2 separate regions of the Sus scrofa genome follow, and region 1 is linked to region 2. The links are chromatin contacts, called in public Hi-C maps. All regions are on one chromosome and are shown on one strand. The core of a region is the stretch at or near the end of the contact, and the rest is flanking DNA. Distances in the headings are between cores, read along the strand shown.

Region 1 (3,210 bases), core at 61-2,560, 200 kb before region 2:
TCTTTCAGGGGTTTGTTTTTGATTAATCAATAAAGTAGTCCAGGTATCATGTTCTTTGATTCCAACAAGAGCATTTGATAGACAGATGTGTGTTTGTCCACATGGAAAGTGTGGGCTAGAAGATAATTTGATGAGTCAGGGATCACAACTAACTTAATTATCCATAATAACCACCAGTGGCTGTAAATTCCCTGAGCAAAATGCCATGCTGAGCCTCTGAACACACAGCCTTGTCAAATGGGTGCCATGGTTATTCCTCTTTACAGAGATGGGGGAATAGGGTTGGAGAGGTTGTCATAGTCTTGAAGATACACAGTATGTAAATAGCAGAGGTGGAATTAGTGCTTTTAACTACCACTCCATGTTGCCTTCCTAGTAAATAAATAGGGATTAAAATGAGAGGGCTGTAGTTGCAGGCCGTGAGTCTTTATCTCATGCAGTATGTTGACCAATGACTCCTAAGAGACTGTAGAAGTGATAGTTGTCAGATTCCAGATGACATACCACTGGGGGTTAGCCATTCCTGTTTTCAGTGTCACTTCCTGACCTTTGATTGCAGGAGTGAACTCTACAGCAGGTAGAACAGGAACAGAGGACCAGAGAGGCATGGACAGGGTAGAAACCAAACTCTAATCCACTTTTTCCAAAAATACATTTGCTAAGGTCACCAAGAAGTTCAGCCCTTTTAGTACTTTCCATGGACATTTGTCCTGAATAAGAAAGAGGCTTTTGGCCCATTTATTTCTCCAGTTCTTTCAGCTGCGCATAAATCTTTGTGGAAAAAAAAAATCCTCTGGTTCTGAAAATAAAAGATTTATTTCTTTTTAAACTTTCTCTCCCAAAGTACTTTGTTATAGAAGTTGGAAAGAAGGAAAAAGCAGAAAAGAGGGGGAGAAAGAGGCAAGCAGGGAGCAGAGAAGAGAAAAAAGAAGGGGGAAGGAATAAGAAGGAAAAACATAGAAGAGGAAAAAAAGGAGAGAAAGAAACAGAGAATGAGAAAAAGAAATGTCTTCTTTGTGTGATAACATCAGATTTTCTTTCAAGGCAGCAGGGGAAAACGAAAGGGGTTACAGTTTCCCCAGATGTTTGGTCTGGATGCAGTGTAAACAACCCCCCCCCACCCCCCATCTGGACCCCAGGAGACTGTGACTTTCAGTGAAGCCTGAATGCCTGCTTGGCCAAACAGCCATGAACCCTCCCAGGGCCCCTGATCGCTGAATCAGCAGGAGCGACCAGGGGAATATGACTGTTTCCCATTTTCATCAGCCTGAATGCCAGATTGCAGAGTGTGCAGGTGAAGGGTGATGTCCTGGAACAATCAAGGTCCGCTCCAACTAGGAAACTGGGCCACAGTATGCAGATCCTTCCTGACTCTGCAGAGCTGAGTTTGTGGTGAGATGATTTCTTAGCTGACGTTATGAAACACACGCCGTGAAGATTTGGCCAGGCATGTAACCCAGGGTTTGTGTTCTTCCGAACTTTCTTTTCTTCTCTATCAAGAATATATCCTGCCATATTCATAACCATGTAATGTTCTCCAGTCATTTAAAAAGGGGATATTTGAGTTCCCATCATGGTGCAACAGAAATGAATCCGACTAGGAACCATGAGGTTTCGGGTTCAATCCCTGGCCTCACTCATCGGGTTAAGGATCTGGTGTTGCTGTGAGCTGTGGTATAGGTCACAGACACGGCTTGGATCCTGCATTGCTGTGGCTGTGGTGTAGGCCAGCAGCTATAGCTCCAGTTTGACCTCTAGCCTGGTAACCTCCATATGCCGCAGGTGTGGCCCTAAAAAGCAAAAAAAGAAAACAATAAAAAAAGAAAAAATAAAAAAGGGATATTGACTACAGGACAATGCTACTTGGCAGGAAAAGATGCCTGCAGTATATGTTTATTGGAGCCCCGGTATAATATGACACAATCAACATCAATTATCCTAGCTGGTAGGATTGCAGGGGATTTAAAAATTTTATATTTTTCTATATTGTTTGTATTTTTATACTCATTGTTATAGCTATGAATATGGAGGGTTTCTTACGTGGTGGGTACCATGCCAAATATTTCATGTGAATCATCTCCATGGCTCTTTGCAAGAGACCTATGAAGCAGGTACTATTATCATCTTCATTTTATTGAGGAAGCAACATAATTAAGTCCCTTGGCCAAGGTTCTGCACCCAGAAAGTGCCAGAAAATGGGACTGAAATCCATAACCCACACTAAAGCCCATTCTCTGAAGCACCACATGACAACATATATTTTTGAAAACAATAAAACTATTTAAATGAAAATGTATCCTGACGATTGGTATACATCAGTTTTCTTCAAACAAAATGCAGGTTTTAAAAATAGAGTAGTTGATAATTAATGGTGATATAAATTGTTCCTGATTCTCTATTACATGAGAATGCAGGCTACAGCTATCATTCCATTGTGTGGGCTTGTGTGTCCATAAGCACCCCTAGAAAATAAGAGAAGTTTCTATGCTGGGTATATTGACTGTGATTTTCCATGTTGGGAAGGGGACTCGTTTTCAACTCCTTTGATTGATGGTGGTTTAAAATTGCACCCTCTCCACCTGCCTTTCTGACTTCAGCACAGATGCCTGAATGCCTTTTACCAACCTCTAGAACAATAGCTCTTCTTTCCCTTTTCTCTCCCTGGGCTGTGCCGCTCCATGAACTTCAACCTTCTTTTTTTTTTTTTTTTTTTTTTTTTTTTTTGCCACAGCAACTCATCTGAGCCGCCACATCTGCAAAGCTTAGGGCAATGCCAGAGCCTTAACCCACCAACGAGGCCAGGGATCAAACCCCAGGCCCCAAGGATATTCATTAGGTTCATTAACCCCTGAGCCACCACAGGAACTCCAGCTTCAGCCTTCTTTAGCCAGACTGAGCTGGTGCCTTAGAGACAAGAAACAAAATCCGTGACTTCCAAGGAGTTGGCAGAATACTGGCAGATAAATTGCCTTGGAAATTTCCCATCTCTGTTTTGTTTACACCCTGGGGCAGCTCCCAGAGGTCAAAGCCTGGCTTGTCCAAAGGAGTGTGTTAGAGATAAAGGCTCTTGACTCCCAGGGCTCCAGGGACAGGGTGTGGCCACTGGACAGCTGGAAGTTTAAGAATCATGTTAAGATTTCTGCAAAGGCCTCTGTGGGAGGCAGCTGGAAAATGTCTCCAGCACCTGAAGGGGAGGCCATGTACCAGACA
Region 2 (3,379 bases), core at 245-2,744:
AAGCCTCGAGAAGAAAATGGGCTCAAAACTTTCCCTCCTACATTAACTCCAGGTGACCTCAACAAGTTGTTCTTCTTTCAGAGGAAGCTCTTGTGAGAGACCAATTATTAGAAAATCCACTTTGCCCTCCTGTACTCAGGTAATTTTACATTCCTATTTATAGAACCACCTTTCAAATGGCATATAAATATATTTTTTCTTTCATAATTTCTATTTCATTGATTGTTTTGAGAATCAGTACACATATATTTTAATCTGTACACAACTCAATGTATATAGCAAAAATCTAAAAAATATCATTGTGATTCTTTTCTAAACAGTTATTTTAGTGACTTTCCAGCCTGAACTTTGGTGGCAAATATTCCTTAAAAAGGATATCAAGTATAAGTTTATTTATCATTTATTAACTTATATATGTATTTTAATATAGATTATTCTAACTATATTATTATAAATGTGATACATCATTTCATCCCAATTGAAACAAAGTAGGTTTATATCCATTCATTCATTCAATAAATACTTCTTGGAGTTCCTCTCACAGCGCAGTGGAAAAGAATCTGACTAGGAGCCATGAGGTCACAGGTTTGACCCCTGGCCTTGCTCAGTGGGTTAAGGATCTGGCTTTGCCATGAGCTGTGGTGTAGGGTGCAGATGCAGCTTGGATCTGGCATTGCTGTGGCTATGGCTAGGCTGGCAGCTGTAGCTCTGATTCAACCCTTAGCCTGGGAACCTCCATATGCCACAGATGCGGCCCTAAAAAAAAAGAAAAGAAAAAGAAAAAAGAAATTTCTTGAGCTCCTACTGTGAGCCAGACCTGTACTAGATGTTGAGGAAAACACCGTGAAATATCACTGAGGTCACTGAAATGATTACTGTAAAATACTCAACATTAGAAAAAGGAGATAGAGAGCTAAAGAAAAAGTATACGTAACAAAAACAATCAAGGCAGTTCTCTCAATGATTCTCACCAAAACCACCCTCTAAAACCTAGCACCACTTCTGATCATTTATTCCTTATATATAATTATGAACTTGGACTAAACTGCCAAAACAATTTAAATTACGTCTGTCACTTACTAGTTGGAGGACCCTTATAAAATTGCCTTTTTAGACCTTTTTAGACCTCAACATCCTTATCTGTAAAATTAAATTACAGGTACTGCCTGTCTCATAGGGCCACTGTGAGAATCAAATTAAATGCACATGGTTTAAGCACATGGTATGCACTCAATAAAATTTGATTATTAACATTATTATTCAGACAAGACTTTGCCTTGAATTATTTAGTTTGCTAGCTCACTTGTCCTACTCATTTCTTGTTATTTCAAACATCTTCCTAAGATTCTTGAGACTTGTTTATGGATGTAAATTAAAAGGTAAGCTAATTATCACTTAAATGATGAACCTACTCACTGAGGATGAGAAATTTGAAAACTTAAGCTCTGGTCAACTCAGCAGGCTACAAGAGATACTTTGCATTTTTTTTTTTTTTTTTTTTTTTTTTTTGGTCTTTCCTAGGGCCGCACCCTCCACACATGGAGGTTCCCAGGCAAGGGGTCCAATCGGAGCTGTTGCCGCCAGCCCACACCACAGCCACAGCACTGCCAGAACCAAGCCATGTTTGCGACCTACACCACAGCTCACGGCAATGCCGGATCCTTAACCCACTGAGCAAAGCCAGGAATCGAATCCTTGACTTCATGGTTCCTAGTCAGATTCATTAACCACTGAGCCACAGGGGAACTCCCATAAGGTATTTTCATCCCTTTCAGCTGTGGAAATGATTGAGTTCTAGGGGAGCAATGTTAAAGAACGGTAACAAAGTTCATCCTTTAATGCCAAGTACTAGAAAGAAAGCTAAGGAGAAACAGTACACAATGGATATGTCTAGCCTTGCGTATAATAATTCCTACAGCGTTAAATTCTCTATCGGGGGATTTAAATTGAAAAAGAGGGAAATTGTCTAATGGGAAATATTGAAAGGTGCTACATTTTTAAGCAACTTTACAGTGGAGGTCCTAGAGTATTTTCCATGGGAATCAGCTGATAGTTTGCTTTCTTGATACTTTTCTATTCTGCTAAACTCTCAGCCAATCTCAGACCCTGTGACTGAGGAATTTTTATTACATAATGGAAAGAAAGATTGTGTATTAGAAATGTCTTTTTGTCAACTACTTTGAAGGTTTAAGAAACAGCTTTAAACGTTATCCTTTAAAAAGCTAGCTGTACACTTGACAGGTATTTCTGTTGTGCCATCTTTATATGGTGTATACCCATCATAAATTCCAATCATATAGTTAGATGATGGCAACATTGATTAACAACTTATTTAGGCAATTTTAGTCCTACCAAGTCACTTACCTCTACAAAAGGAGAAATATATGCATTAATGTTTCTGCAGTAGTAGATACTTATAAAATATTGCTATTTGGTTCCCAGTGTTGGCAATCTTTGATATTTTCAACCCCGAGTGCCAGCTAAGCAACAGAAAACTCTAGTTCTGGGATTTTGGGCAAATATTCATTAGTAATACTTTTTACAGAAATTGTTCGAAATATCCAGGATTAAAGAACCCCACCCCCACCCCCCATACGCACACACATCCCACATCCCTCCCTTTCTGGCATAATTTCTGACTTCCAAATTTGCATCCCAAGACGGAGTGTCAGCTTTGAGCTGCTCACAGCATCTCTCAGGCAAAGAGCAAGCGGAAGTGATTGAGAAATCCCTCCAGGCGCTGGTGCTTCCCCTCGGAGTAGACGACACTCCCCTCGCACCCCCACCCACACCCCCGAGCCTATCTCTAAACCCGGAGGCACTCGGGGGCGCCGAAATCCCCGCCCCTTCTCGCTTTCCAAAGCGGTTCTTAACCTTTTTTGGGCCGGAGACCTACAGAAAGCTAAGGACCCTATGGCAATGGGGACAGAGATTGGGGAAAGAACAGCTTTAAAGCTTTGCCAAACTTTCGGGAGACCCTGAATTTTAAACACACCCGAACTGCAAGATAAGAACCCTAACTCTAAACTCTTGGTTTAGGGCGATAAAACCAAGAGAGGTGCACGCAGTTTAGATGTCAAATCTCGTCCCCAGGGAGAAACCGGAGGAAGGGAAGGCGCTCCAGCGCTAGGCCACTTTCACTTATAAGAAACTAAAAGGGAATAGTCAGGGAAAGAAATTAATAAAGCTGGGAAGAAAGAAGAGGAAGAGATGGGGACAGAAAAGAAAGAGAAAAGGAAAGAGGGAGATGCAGGCACTAGAGAGGGGCATAATAGGAGAAAAGACCACAAGAAGGGAAAGGGCAGCAGAGACAGAGCTGCACAGAGAGACAGGGAGAAAGAGGAGAGAGGAGACGCGAGAGACAGAGATACTGCTAGCA

The links. A called contact is a pair of places that touch in the nucleus more often than the background predicts.
Region 1: a contact with region 2 is called in a Hi-C map of skeletal muscle, with 6 times the contacts expected there. The contact joins the enhancer-like site here to the promoter of ADAMTS9 in region 2. A contact is called at or near these places in 6 of 47 Hi-C or Micro-C datasets (heart right ventricle, retroperitoneal adipose tissue, skeletal muscle and 1 more) and 1 of 2 datasets of contacts at active chromatin or transcription factors (skeletal muscle).

Annotation. Positions count from the first base shown.
Region 1 is chr13:46,412,286-46,415,495 of Sscrofa11.1, reverse strand. The region is part of intron 3 of LOC106505633 (a long non-coding RNA gene); the gene reads right to left. Among named protein-coding and RNA genes, the nearest start is that of ADAMTS9, 200 kb to the right of the region's middle. Within about 2 kb of position 1,310, at least 11 of the 83 cell types and tissues checked have an H3K27ac peak or open chromatin away from gene starts, as enhancers often do. A contact at or near this core is called in skeletal muscle and subcutaneous adipose tissue, where this site is marked.
Region 2 is chr13:46,207,353-46,210,731 of Sscrofa11.1, reverse strand. ADAMTS9 (A disintegrin and metalloproteinase with thrombospondin motifs 9) reads left to right here and starts at 1,494. Exons shown (of 40, transcript XM_003132298.6): 1 at 1,494-3,379. The region is part of intron 1 of LOC106505633 (a long non-coding RNA gene); the gene reads right to left. All of the region lies in intron 1 of LOC110256460 (a long non-coding RNA gene), which reads right to left.